2 separate regions of the Sus scrofa genome follow, and region 2 is linked to region 1. A link is a contact called in public Hi-C data. All regions are on one chromosome and are shown on one strand. The core of a region is the stretch at or near the end of the contact, and the rest is flanking DNA. Distances in the headings are between cores, read along the strand shown.

Evidence for each region. Hi-C and Micro-C count contacts between places; a contact is called where the count stands out from the background.
Region 2: a Hi-C map of liver shows a contact between it and region 1, with 3 times the contacts expected there. The contact joins two enhancer-like sites. A contact is called at or near these places in 1 of 5 promoter capture datasets (liver), 15 of 47 Hi-C or Micro-C datasets (alveolar macrophages, brain, embryonic fibroblasts and 5 more) and 1 of 2 datasets of contacts at active chromatin or transcription factors (skeletal muscle).

The regions. Positions count from the first base shown.
Region 1 is chr6:37,648,750-37,652,326 of Sscrofa11.1, reverse strand. GPT2 (alanine aminotransferase 2) reads left to right here. Exons shown (of 12, transcript XM_003126995.4): 5 at 1,081-1,214. Among named protein-coding and RNA genes, the nearest start is that of GPT2, 19 kb to the left of the region's middle. Within about 2 kb of position 1,651, at least 7 of the 83 cell types and tissues checked have an H3K27ac peak or open chromatin away from gene starts, as enhancers often do. A contact at or near this core is called in liver, where this site is marked.
Region 2 is chr6:37,696,690-37,700,266 of Sscrofa11.1, reverse strand. No RefSeq gene overlaps it. Among named protein-coding and RNA genes, the nearest start is that of GPT2, 29 kb to the right of the region's middle. Within about 2 kb of position 1,761, at least 10 of the 83 cell types and tissues checked have an H3K27ac peak or open chromatin away from gene starts, as enhancers often do. A contact at or near this core is called in liver, where this site is marked.

The DNA.
Region 1 (3,577 bases), core at 402-2,901:
ACTATGAGGTCGCGGGTTCAATCCCTGGCCTTGCTCAGAGGGTTAAGGATCTGGCGTTGCTGTGAGCTGTGGTGTAGGTTGCAGATTTGTCTCGGATCCCACGTTGCTGTGGCTCTGGCGTAGGCCGGTGGCTACAGCTCCAATTTGACCCCTAGCCTAGGAACTTCCATATGCCACAGGAGCGGCCCAAGAAATGGCAAAAAAAAAAAAAAGACAAAAAAAAAAAAAAAGCATCGCAGTCCCCCAAAGAGTGGATGTGTATGGATAACGGAATCACGTTGCTATACAGCAGACATTACCGTGCCATTGTAAGTCAACTATACTTCAATTAAAAAAATAAATGAAGGCATTCCCATCGTGGCTCAGTGGAAACGAATTGAACTAGGAACCATGAGGTCGCGGGTTCCATCCCTGGCCTTGCTCAGTGGGTCAAGGATCTGGCGTTGCCGGGAGCTGTGGTGTAAGTCACAGACATTGCTTGGATCCTGAGTTGCTGTGGCTGTGGTGTAGGCCGGCAGCTGTATCCTCAATTCAACCCCTAGCCTGGGAACCTCCATATGCCGCGGGTGCGGTCTTAAAAAAAAAAAAGCAAAAAATAAAAATAAAAAAGGAAATTAAAAAAAAACCATGGCCACCCCAGCTGTATTGGTACATACTGTCAGAGAAGATATGTAAATCCCAGTAGGGTGGATAACGCATAAGGGCACCATTTATCTGGTTAGAAGCCAGGGCCGGGAATAATGCCTGATGTCTAAGTAGGTTCTCAGTAAATACCGGTTGGATGAAGAGATGGGTGGGCAGGTGGATGTGGATGAATGGATATGGGTAGCAGATGGCCGGATGGATGGTGTGTGGGCAAAAAATGGGGGTAGATGGATGGATGGGAGGATGGGTGGACGGAGCCCAGTGGGCGGTTAAGCAGCTTGCCACAATTCGGGTCTGGCATAGTGGGGGTTGGGCCCCCCTGAGACCTGCCTGACCTCCCCGACCCTCCCACCCCCAGGCAACTATATGGATGTCACAGACTCTAGGGGGTCAGACATCCCGCCTCTAGCCACCGCCTTGCTTGCTGTCTTACAGGCTCCTACAGCGCTAGCCAGGGCGTCAACTGCATCCGTGAAGATGTGGCTGCCTACATCACCAGGAGGGATGGCGGCGTGCCTGCAGACCCAGACAACATTTACCTGACCACCGGCGCTAGTGACGGCATTTCTGTACGTGAGAGGGTGGCTCCTCATTGCCCAAAGTTCCCCCACGCGAAGAGCAGCCCCGTATGTTAGGGCCCATTAGCAGGGGGACAGGCCTAGGAGGAAAAGCTGGCCTCCCTTTGGTCCCTGCCCTCTGCCCCACCCTGGTACCTGCTGTCCTTACCTTGTTTGGTCTTCGTGAACCTGGATGCTCCTGCAGCCTCGGTTTCCCTCCCCGGTGGCACCAGCAGGTCCAGCCGGGAGGAGTCACGGGGCACTCGAGAGGGTGCCCATCCCAGGGCATCGGCCATTCTCTCACTCAGCACGTCCGATGTTCTTCTCGTGCCAGGCCCTGTGCCAGGTGCTGGGGAGATCAGACACGTGTAACCTCTGCTTCCAAACCAGACTGGCATTGATAACACATGAGTACCTGTCACATTGGAAGCTTTCAGTTTCTCTTCTGGAGAAGACACAGTGTCCCAGGAAGGAGTGGCAGGAACCCTGGCCTGGAGGGGCGGGCTGCGGGGGCCCAGAGGGTTTCTCCAAGGAAGGCCGAGCAGATAGAGATCTGCAGGAGGGTCAGCATGAACTCAGGGAGGCGGGCGGCAGAGCGGGGGAGTAGTCTGAGCAGAAGGTCATCATGTGCAGAGGCCTTGAGCTGTTTGGAAATGGAGCATGGGGTAGGGGGTGGGGACAGGCACACATGGTGAGGGCCAGTCACCAGCAGTGGGCTGGGAGGCAGGGGTGCGGGGGTGGCTTGGCCTGAGTCGGCCTGAGTCCTGCAGGACTTCAGAGGCCACGCAGAGGATTTGGGTAGCTGTCCTAAGAGCCGTGGGAGCCACTGAGGGATTTGAAGCAGGCAGGGAGACAGACAGACACTGGATTTATGTTCTTAAATTTTTTGGATTTTATTTTTTGTGGGTTTTTTTTTTGTTTGTTTTGTTTTTTAGGGCCACACCCGAGGCACATAAGGGAATCCCAGGCTAGGGGTCGAATTGGAGCTACTGCTGCCGGCCTATACCACAGCCACAGCAACGCCAGATCCAAGCTGCATCTGCAACCTACACCTCAGCTCATGGCAATGCCAGATCCTTAACCTACTGAGCGAGGCCAGGGATCGAACCTGTGTCCTCGTGGATGCTAGACAGATTCATTTCTGCTGAGCCACAGTGGGAACTCCATATGTTCTTTTTTTTTTTTTTTTTTTTTTTGGCTCTTTGCCATTGCCTGGGCCACTCCGGCGGCATATGGAGGTTCCCAGGCTAGGGGTCTAATCGGAGCTGTAGCCACCGGCCTATGCCAGAGCCACAGCAACACAGGATCTGAGCCGCATCTGCAACCCACACCACAGCTCATGGCAATGCTGGATCCTTAACCCACTGAGCAAGGTCAGGGATTGAACCCACAACCTCATGGTTCCTAGTCGGATTCGTTAACCACTGAGCCACAACAGGAACTCCCTCCATATGTTCTTAAGCTTTAATTTTGGCAGGGAGGGGACACAGTAGGTGTGAGGGAGCATTTAGGAAGAAGAGAAGTGGCTCTATCCAGGGGTCGCTGTGGACAAGATGAAGAGGGGCTGGTATCAAGGGTTCCTGGGCAGGAGGGGCTGAACTCGGGCAGAAGGATTTGAGGGACCCTTGGTCTCTGTTCCCTTGCAGCTCATCCCCACCCACCACTCACTAATCCTCTCGACGCAGGGAGCTTGTGCTGTCTGACCTCCTTTTAATGGGGTGATCTGTGTTTCTTGACCTCCAAGGTTCTTGCTTTTGATGTCTGTTGAATGCTTTAGTCCTTTCTTACTGGAGCCCATGAGGCCCAGACGGCCGTAAGTGGTCTGCGTTCTCTCAGTCAGCCTCTCATGGCATTTGGGATTCTGGTATAACTCAGGCTCCAACCATGGCCTCTCCACTCTATTCTGCCATCAAGATCCCTCTTCCCTCCCAGGGAAGCGATCCCAGTGCCGATCCCAAATGCCAGGGACAGGTCCCGAGTGGGCCCTGTGTTCCCCTATGGCCCTGTGTTCCCTGTGGTCCCAGAGGAGGGGGAGGGAGGTGTCTTCAAGTTTCAGTGAGAAGGGAATTCTCATTGTGGCACAGTGGCTCAGTAGGTTAAGAACCTGACTTGTCTCTGCAAGGATATGGGTTCGATCCCTGGCCTTGCCTAGTGGGTTAAAGATACAGCATTACTGCAAGCTGTGGTGTAGGTCACAGTTGTGGCTTGGATCTAATGTGGCTGTGGCTGTGGTGTGGGTCTGTAGCTCCAGTTCTGCCCGTAGCCCAGGAACTTCCTTATGCCATGGGTTCAGCTTTTTTTTTTTTTTTTTTTTTTTTGTCTTTTTGTCTTTTGTTGTTGCTGTTGTTGCTATTTCTTGGGCCGCTCCCACGGCA
Region 2 (3,577 bases), core at 512-3,011, 48 kb before region 1:
TGCTTCAGAGCTCCCATGGGACTGGTTGAGAATGTCAGATCTGATTGTGTTCTGAGACTCTCCGTTATCTTTCAGACATTACCCTCTCACCTGAATAAACCCTCAGCTCCAGCTCAGTGTCTTCCTCCTACAGAGTCAACTGAATTATCACATCCACATCTCACTGGCTTCATCCCTAATAGAAGCAGAAGTTCTTGCTTCACCTGGGCCCATTTGGATCCCTTGTACTGATTTTTACTGTGCTCTTCTAACACCCAGCACCTTCAGCTGTGCTCCGGTGGTGCTCTCAGCGCTCTGGAGTCAGCACTTCACCCTAATGGAACATGCAGAAAGTCCAGGACCTGGTTACTCCCCTGCTTCCTCTCCTTGCCCACCTGGCGAGTGACTGGCAGGTCAAGAGTCTCAATGCCAAGCCTCTTTGCCTCCAGGCAGATCTTCTAAGACATAACCTACCCTCCCAAGGTCCTCTGAGGGGGTCAGGCAGAAGCTCCCCTCCACGGGACTCTGCCTGAAATCACACCTTACCTGGCCTTCTGACCCTCTCTGCCCTGCTTCTCGCCCTCCACTTATCCTCTGTTCTGGGCCTACTTCCTTAATAAATCACTTCCACGTGAATCCTCCTCTAAGGAAGTGCTTCTCAGGAACCCAACCAAGAATCAGCAGCTGGGGCCTTAGCACCTGTCTAGTGGCTCTCTCCTGCAGAACAGAATAGTGTTCTCTCCTGCTTTTGCTCCATCTGGCCTGTGGGTGGTAGCTGCTTCCTACTGTTGCTAACTCTAGAGGGCTTCCTGGTCCTTGATTGTTGCCCTAGGTCCCATCCCATCCTCTGTGAGTAGCCCTTTCATTAAGCTCTCCCCAGTCACCCCTTTGGAGTATGCTACCTGTTCTTGCCAGAACTCTAAATCATGAATGGGACCATTGCAGGAACTCTATCAGAGCTCCCCCTGTGGCTCAGCAGGTTAAGAACACAACATGATGTCCATGAGGATGTATGTTCGATCCCTGGCCGGTCAGTTAGGGATCTGGCATTGACGCAAGCTGCAGCATAGGTCATGGATGTGTCTTGGATCTGGCATTGCTGTCTGTGGCATATGCCAGCAGCTGTAGCTTGGATTCCACCCCCACCCTGGGAACTTCCATACGCTGCATGTGTGCTCGTAAAAAGAAAAAAAGTCAGTCTATCTATCATCTATCTATCTATGAAACTCATAGTACCCTAGAGGATTGGAATGAGACACATTTTTTTTTTTTTGGTCTTTTGTCTTTTTAGGGCCGCATCCCGGCATATGGAGTTTCCCTGTCTAGGGGTTGAATCGAAGCTGCAGCCGCCAGCCTATGCCACAGCCACAGCAATGTTAGATCCAAGCCTCATCTGCGACCTACACCACAGCTCACAGCAACGCCAGATCCTTAACCCTCTGAGCAAGGCCAGAAATTGAACCCACGTCCCCATGGATACTAGTCAGGTTCGTTAACCACTGAGCCACGATGGGAATTCCCAGCCACAAACTTAACATTGTGGATTGATTGCAGCTTTATCCCATCCAGTTAATTTGGCTCTGGAGCTGTAGGTATAAGAAGTTAAATTATAGATAATATTGGAAGTCTGATTTTGAGGTGCTTCCTGACATGAAAGCAAAGACCATGACCTCCTACCTCCATTTGGCCCTCAAAAGTCCTTCCACACAGAAACAGCCAGTAAACAACCTGCAGAAGGTGACATCTGGCACTAGATGGCAGTCATGCCCACAAGCGCTGCGGCTCCAGAAGCAATTGATAGTCCCTGCTTGTCTGGCCCTGCAGGTTCATGATTCACAGTCCAGCAGGAGCCAGTTTGCCTGCCAGCTCTACACTCTTAAATCACGGTTGTTCCACATTCCTCCAGCATAGATGCAGCTTGTGGTTTTCCAGCACCTCGGGCCAGGGTCTGAGAAGGTTCCTATTTGTATCTCCTTCTCAGTATATCTGTTGCTGGACACTCAAACACTAATGCAACACCACAGGTCTGTGTCTCTGGGGAAGAGGCTGTAGAACACAGAAGTTTAGGGGGAATCCCTCCTGGTGCAGGCAATATTGGTGTTTTGGGGGCTCCTGAATGACCTCCACAGTTGCTTTAGCTGGCCTCCTCCACCACCTTTGGCTGTAGCAAGTGAGGGACATTAGTTAAAATCATTGTATTGGAGTTCCCGTCGTGTCGAATCCGACTAGGAACCATGAGGTTGCGGGTTCAGTCCCTGCCCTTGCTCAGTGGGTTAACGATCTGGGTTGCCGTGAGCTGTGGTGTAGGTTGCAGACGCGGCTCAGATCCCACGTTGCTGTGGCTCTGGCGTAGGCCGGTGGCTACAGCTCTGATTCAACCCCTAGCCTGGGAACCTCCATATGCCGCGGGAGCGGCCCAAGAAATAGCAACAACAACAACAACAAAAGACAAAAAATAAAATAAAATATAAAATAAAATCATTGTATTAAAGGAGTTCCTGGAGTTCCCGTCATGGCACAGTGGTTAACGAATTCGACTAGGAACCATGAAGTTGCGGGTTCAATCCCTGGCCTCACTCAGTGGGTTAAGGATCCGGCATTGCCATGAGCTGTGGTGTAGGTTGCAGACGCAGCTCCAATCCCGCGTTGCTGTGGCTCTGGTGTAGGCCGGCAGCTACAGCTCCGATTGGACCCCTAGCCTGGGAACCTCCATATGCCATGGGAGCGGCCCAAGAAATGGCAAAGAAGACATAAATGAATGAATAAATAAATAAATAATAAAGGAGTTCCTCTTGTGGTTCAGCAGGAACGAACCAACTAGCATCCATGAGGAGGCAGGTTTGATCCCTGGCCGTGCTCAGTAGGTTAAGGATCCAACATTGTCACAAGCTGTGGTGTAGGCTGCAGATACAGTTTGGATCCTGCACTCTTGTGGCTGTAGACTGGAGCTGCAGCTCCGATTCTGCCCATGGCCTGGGCCCTAAAATAAAGTTTAAAAAAAAAATCTTATTCAAAGAATAGTTTATTATTTTTTTTAATCTTTATTTTTTGTCTTTTTAGGGCCATGCTCATGGCATAGGGAGGTTCCCAGGATAGGGGTTGAATCGGATCTATAGCTGCTGGCCTAGCCACAGCCACAACAGCCGGGGATCCGAGCTGAGTCTGAGACCTATACCACAGCTCACAGCAATGCCAGATCCTTAACTCACTGTGCCAAGCCAGGGATCGATCCCACATCCCAGAGCTCCCAAGACACTGCCAATCTCATTTCACCACAGCGGAGCTCCTAAAAGGAAAGATTTTTAAGTAGTCTTAAGAGCCACATGTATGTTAATTTAGTCACAACTATATCCATGTGAGTTTCAGGCACATCTGGATCTAGGCACTGAAAAAAAATCATCAGTCATCTCTTTGTCTCCATCTATCGCTTCACTTCTCTCTTGAGCACAAACTCCCAAGTGCTGAAAGAAATAAATGTTTTTCTTGGTAGTTCTGACAAGATCCCTAGACTAATCACGTGGGAGGAGGCCTGGGAGATGATATACCCAATTTGGTGAAGTCTAGGGCCCATTGCTAGAAAGAGGCATAGGTCAGGATG